2 separate regions of the Mus musculus genome follow, and region 2 is linked to region 1. Evidence: chromatin contacts called from public HiChIP or PLAC-seq data. All regions are on one chromosome and are shown on one strand. Each heading gives the region's core, a stretch centred on a gene start, on an enhancer-like site or on the middle of the called end of the contact. The rest is flanking DNA. Distances are from core to core; before and after follow the strand shown.

Evidence for each region. HiChIP or PLAC-seq counts read pairs in DNA pulled down with a chosen protein or histone mark.
Region 2: a contact with region 1 is called in an H3K4me3 HiChIP or PLAC-seq map of the SCID.adh cell line, with 16 read pairs. The contact joins two enhancer-like sites. A contact is called at or near these places in 2 of 115 datasets of contacts at active chromatin or transcription factors (the SCID.adh cell line and embryonic stem cells) and 2 of 9 other capture datasets (liver and pancreatic islet).

The regions. Positions count from the first base shown.
Region 1 is chr5:148,417,800-148,420,650 of GRCm38.p6, forward strand. No RefSeq gene overlaps it. Among named protein-coding and RNA genes, the nearest start is that of Slc7a1, 19 kb to the left of the region's middle. Within about 2 kb of position 1,407, at least 48 of the 459 cell types and tissues checked have an H3K27ac peak or open chromatin away from gene starts, as enhancers often do. A contact at or near this core is called in the SCID.adh cell line, where this site is marked.
Region 2 is chr5:148,493,959-148,496,809 of GRCm38.p6, forward strand. No RefSeq gene overlaps it. Among named protein-coding and RNA genes, the nearest start is that of Ubl3, 57 kb to the right of the region's middle. Within about 2 kb of position 1,478, at least 136 of the 459 cell types and tissues checked have an H3K27ac peak or open chromatin away from gene starts, as enhancers often do. A contact at or near this core is called in the SCID.adh cell line, where this site is marked.

The sequences.
Region 1 (2,851 bases), core at 157-2,656:
CAGGGGGAAACTACATTAAGAAGGTGTTCTAGGGGCTGGAGAGGTGGCTCAGTGGTTAAGAGCACTGGCTGCTCTTGCAGAGGACTTGAGTTTGCTTCCCAGCACCCACATGGTAGCTCACAAGCACTGTAACTCCAGTTCTAGGGGAATCAGATGCCCTCTTCTGGACACCATGGGCACTGCATGCACACGGTACACATACATACATGCAAACACTCATGCACATAATTTGTTTTAAAGAAGCATTTCCAGATTTCCATAGAAAACATTGGGTCATGACAATTTGGGGGGGGGGAGGGGGATGCTGATCAAACTCAGAACCTCACATAGGAGGTTTTTACATTGGGCTACACTTCCAGCCTCAGGATGATATATTCTAAAGAAACACCACAAAATTGCTAACCTAAATTTAGTATCTGCTAAAATGTAGCGGTGAGTTTCGGCTACATCGCTTTGCCTCCTGGCAGATTGCACATGCGCACCCGTTCAGGAGCTATCTTTGGATCTGGGAATGAAATGTGTGTGTGTGTGCGCGCGCGCGCACACACACACACACACACACACACACACACACACACACACACACACTAGCTTATTTTTAAAATGTCTTGGCTATCTCAAAGGCTGGGCAGTCCTAAACCTTCTCCTGCTACCCCAGGCCCAATCGGGAAAGTGGCCAGTGGCCACTTACCAGAAGTCACACGTGGCTGGTTGGCTTTATCTCCTGCCACTTCTGCATCCCAGCCTTCTTCCCCGAATCCTGGCTATTCTCTCCTGTTCCTCTCTGCAGCCTCACCCTTGCAACGCTAAGTGTCCCGCCCCGAGCCCAGCCATTGGCTGTTGGCATCTTTATTGATCGATCAAAATCCAATTGGGTCCAAGGACCTTCAGAGTCTGGTCATGCAGATTCTGGAATGAATCAAAGCCTTAGAACCAATCTCCAACAGTCAAACATATCCTGAGGGTCCCCTGGCTGGTGAAATGGATCATTTATTGGACCATGAGGTGATTGGACTACGAGGGCCGTGACTTAATCAATACATTCATCCACTGATGGAGCCCTGATCTGACATCTTGCTGGGAGATGATGGGGAGAGACTGGATGGAGCAGCATGCTAAGAGTGTGCCTCTGGAAAGATACATTTTGTCCCCAGTCCCCTTCCTCTCTGTTCACTCTACCTTTGTGTTGCCTGAACTGAGCAACGGTAGTCTGCCATGACACCTGCCTCCTCGCTGCCCCAGAGGCAATGGAGCCTGAACTCTTTGAAGGCAGACAAAACTCCTCCCCTCAAAAACTTTGTCACATGGGTGCAAAAAGACAAACGCAGCCATTGTCACCGTCCTGTCAGGCATACACACCAGTTCAGTCTTCACTCTATTGTAAACCTTTCTGGCACCGCCATCTAATGGAAACAGCAAAAGTCCTAAGCAACTTGGCAAGGATCCAGCCAAGCTGAGTTGCATGATGCAATCGCTGTTGTGTCTTTCACTTTCAGTCTTGATCTCCGCGTGTTGCATGCTTGGGAGGGAAAATTCTTATGAATTACTTATGCCTTCTCCCAGGAGTGCTGCTTCTAAGCTTCATCAGGAAAGTCCTGAGCATGCTCCCCTTCGAAACTTTTAGGGAAGTATTCTTATCTGGCTCTACTTGAAGGCCTTCCTTGTGCCCTGAAGGTTGTGACTCATAAAGACGCCAGAGATCTTGTGAGGCTCTGGCTCCGAGATACTCTTGGAACATCTGCCCTTGTCCTTACTTAGGAACCAGAAAATCAGAACAAAATGAACTTTAAAAAGGTAATCAAAGATTCAAAGGTCTAGAGGAGTTGGCAGCAGATCAGATGAAAGCCCTCATTTTACTCTACACTCAGGCATATATATGTGGCATATAAGGCTGGAGGCCATATGTGGTATGCCTGTTGAGGAAAAGATACAGCGACAAAGTATCTCTGTCTTACACAGGGGCTACACACAGATGGACAAAGAGTGGTGCAGGAAGATGATAAAATAATAAGGTGTCAGGACATTTCTTAGTAAAATGAGCTTGTGCAGGTCCACTGTGGTGTTCTATGACCAAGGAACAAAAGAATACCAAGATCAAACACATAAATAATTCTACAAAGGTATAAACATCGCATTATGGCAGAAATTGAATAATAACCACAGCAGCTTTGGCCTGAAGATTTTTCTTGGGCCCAATGATAATTAACACTCGGGTCATTAAAAGTTGATAGTATACTACTCAGGACCTGGCAATCTGCTCAGGCTGGCTTGGAGATTTTCTTTCTGTCTAATGCCATTGAAACGGCAAGAATCTTAAAAGTTGGATTATGGAGTGGATGAGGGAAAATGATTGTAACTGTTCTGTCGTGGTTTATCAATGAGGACTAAACTTATGACCAAGAGGAAGTTAAAACACGTGCCCAGAGACGAAAATGCTAAGATCGATGTTTTGGAAAAGGAATCGATCCCTGCCTAATGAGTTCTGTATAAATAAAGAAGAAACAAATAAACCCTGTGGAGGTTTGACTAGAAATGGCCCCATAGACTCATGTGTTTGAATGCTTGGCCCACAGGGGGTAGTAGTGAAAGAACCTAGTGGGGAAACCCCCACTCAATTCCCGTTTGGTGCCCACCTAAGAATCACAAACAGACAACCATCTTGATGTAAAAGCATGAGGTAGTTTAATGACAGAGCTCCGGGCCAATACATATCTCCCGCAGGAGACAGAGGTGTCGTCCACATGGTGGAGCCATAATGGCGGAGCTCCAGTTCGAAACGTATCTCACACAGGAGACAGTGGTTTCGACCACGAGGCTTGGAAGCTAGGGGTTTTTATAGAAAAGGGGTGGG
Region 2 (2,851 bases), core at 228-2,727, 76 kb after region 1:
CAAGGTAATCAGAGACTGGCAGTAGCCAGATGGGGCACTGTGGAAATTAGCATGGTGGTCACAGTGGGAGCACCTGTCCTAGGAGTCAGCCAGACATCTGCCAACATGCCAGAGGGGCTTGAACATCCACATTGGTAGTCAAGAGACAGAACTGGTCTACATGCTCAGATGAATCGGTAAGGGAAATGTAGTGTATTTATTCAATAGAATTTTTATTCAGCCATCTGGAACAGTAACATTACTGGAAAATGGAAGTCATTGCATTGAACATTGAGTAAAGCAGGCCAAACTCAGAAAGACAAATGTGTGTTTTCTCTTACAGGCAAACTCTAGAGGTCAAAACCAGTAAAAGACATGTCTATGGACTTGATCCCAGAGGACAGACACACAGACACACATAGAGAAAAGCTGGGATCGGGTGAGCTTGATTCCTCTCCTGGAGCAGCACCAACAGCCTGGAACCTTCGCACGTATTTTGTACCGCACAGGGGGAGGAGCTAGCTGTTTTGGTGGGAGGGCTCTGTAGAGGGAGGAGCTAGCTGTTTTGGTGGGCGGGCTCTGTAGGAGAGGAGCTAACTGTTTTGGTAGGAGGGCTCTGTAGGTCAGCTCTCTCAGGTTGCAACAATCTGGGAACAGATCCCTACAGCTGTTAGTATTTTTGTTTTGTTCTTTTTTATTTTTTTGCATACTCTTAATGTCTACCCTAAAGAAAGACTTTGCCAGTTTCCATAGATCTGAGGCACTCGCCCTGGTCAATGATACCCATCCCTCAGGGCTTATCTGCCCCTTACATGGTCACTCAGGCCTTTCTTGGTTCCCCAGGAGACATAGAAGTAAAAGGGAGATTTTTTAGAAAGGGGGAAGGGTTGAAGAATATGATCAAAGGACATTATCTGTACGTGCTTTGAATGAGACAGCTCACAATGAAACCTACTGTTTTGTATAATTAATCTATTGCCATCAAAATCATTAGAGAAGCAAGGGATTGCGTGGACTGTGAGTATCAGCAGGCTCTTCCCCTTCATCCTGACAAGCAAAATGAGAGATAAATAAAAGGACTTCTCAAAGAAGACTTCCTAGGAGTCAAGGGGCGATATGAGATCTGAGCAGGTGGGGGAGTAGAGGATCGGGAAGATGATAGAAAGGGAAGCTTGAAGGGGCATCCTACCAGAAACGAGTGTAGGAGATCAGCTGAAGGCTGAGGGCAAGCCCACGCGGGGACATTAGCAACATTTCTCCAGCTAGGCAACAGGGTCCAGGGTCACACCAGCAGGTTTCAGCCACCCCTCCCCCACCCACGCCCATGCCATTTCCTCAAACTCTAGACTACTGTAATCAGGAAGCAAGCATGTAAAGTTGGAAAAAAAAAAAAAAAAGATCAAAGCCCTAGACGTCAGCTGAGAACCCAAGTGCTGACAAAAGAAAGCAGTACGGAAGTGAGAGGAAGTGCAAATGAAGACCATGGGACTGTTCACACACGCAGAGGAGAGACTAGACAGGCACTGAGGAAAGCCCAAGAAGAAAGGGGCGGGGCGTTGACGCAGAGGGCTGGCGAGGGGTCACGGGACTTCCACAAGGGGAGTACCAAAGTCTGGCCTGGTGGGCTCTCTGCTCTTACGGCTCTAGGAACTCCGAGATGGGGTCGGGTGTGGGGTTTGCTTTAGCCCAGGAATGTCTACCTGGCTACCTGGGCAATAGAAGAAGAGAGGAGGAGGACGGGAAGGCGTGTGCATGTGTGTGTGTGCACAAATCTTCCAGATAGAATTCAACCCATAGACTGAAGGTATACCTTGTGTTCTTGGGAATTTTGGTGCTGAAGTTTCTATGCCAAGACAAACTAGGAAATGTCCAGGTATCCAGGAACAAAAAAAAATCAATTGCAACAGAAACAACTCAGACTAGCTTGTGTTCTTTTACAATATCAAAGCTGATAGCTGGGTGTGATGCTGCATACCTTTAATCCCAGCACTCAGTTAGCAGAGGTAAGTGGATCTGAGTTCGAGGCCAGCATGGTTGACAGAGTGAGTTCCAGGGCAGCCAGGGCTACACTGAGGAACCCTGTCTTAAAAAACCCAAACCAAAAATCAAACAACAATCAAAGCCCTTAAACAACAAAGTAATGTCTACAAATCACTGAAGGGAAGGGCTACTGAGGCCGTTACCCCGTCACAAGCTGTCCATGTGATCAGAAGGCATCAGGGAGGAGCTGATGCAGACATATGGGAAGAGCATGTCAGAGCAACCTTACCGACAGAGGGCGGAATCGTCATTTTAAGCAGACCAATAGCCATGCACGGTGGGTCACATTAGTAATCCTAGTACTCAGAGGGCTGAAGCAGGAGGATAACTAGCAGTTCTAGGCAGTCTCAGTAACAGGCCCAGTCTCAGCCCAAACCACCACCATCAATAAAACCATGAAAATGACAAGAAAGACCACAGTGTAAAAAATGATTATTAATGTTTTGTATATATTAATGCTAGCAGTAATTTTTTAACCAGTTTTCCCCCCAAATAATGGTTCAGTGGTTAAAAGCACTGCCTGCTCTTCCAGAGGTCCTGAGTTCAAATCCCAGCAACCACATGGTGGCTCAGAACCATCTGTAATAGAATCTGATACCCTCTTCTGGTGTGTCTGAAAACAGCTACAGTGTACGCATATAAATATAATAAATAAATCTTTTAAAAAAGAGAATAGTTTATTGAACTCACACCCTAATACTGAACATTCCAGACCAGGAAAAAAAAAAAAAAAAAAAAGGTCTCGGTAGCCTAATTGCGGTATTAGTTTGCTCTCAGGGCTGGCTTTTTATAGGAAGAACCAGGTTCAAAAGTTCAAAGGCAAGCAGTGATG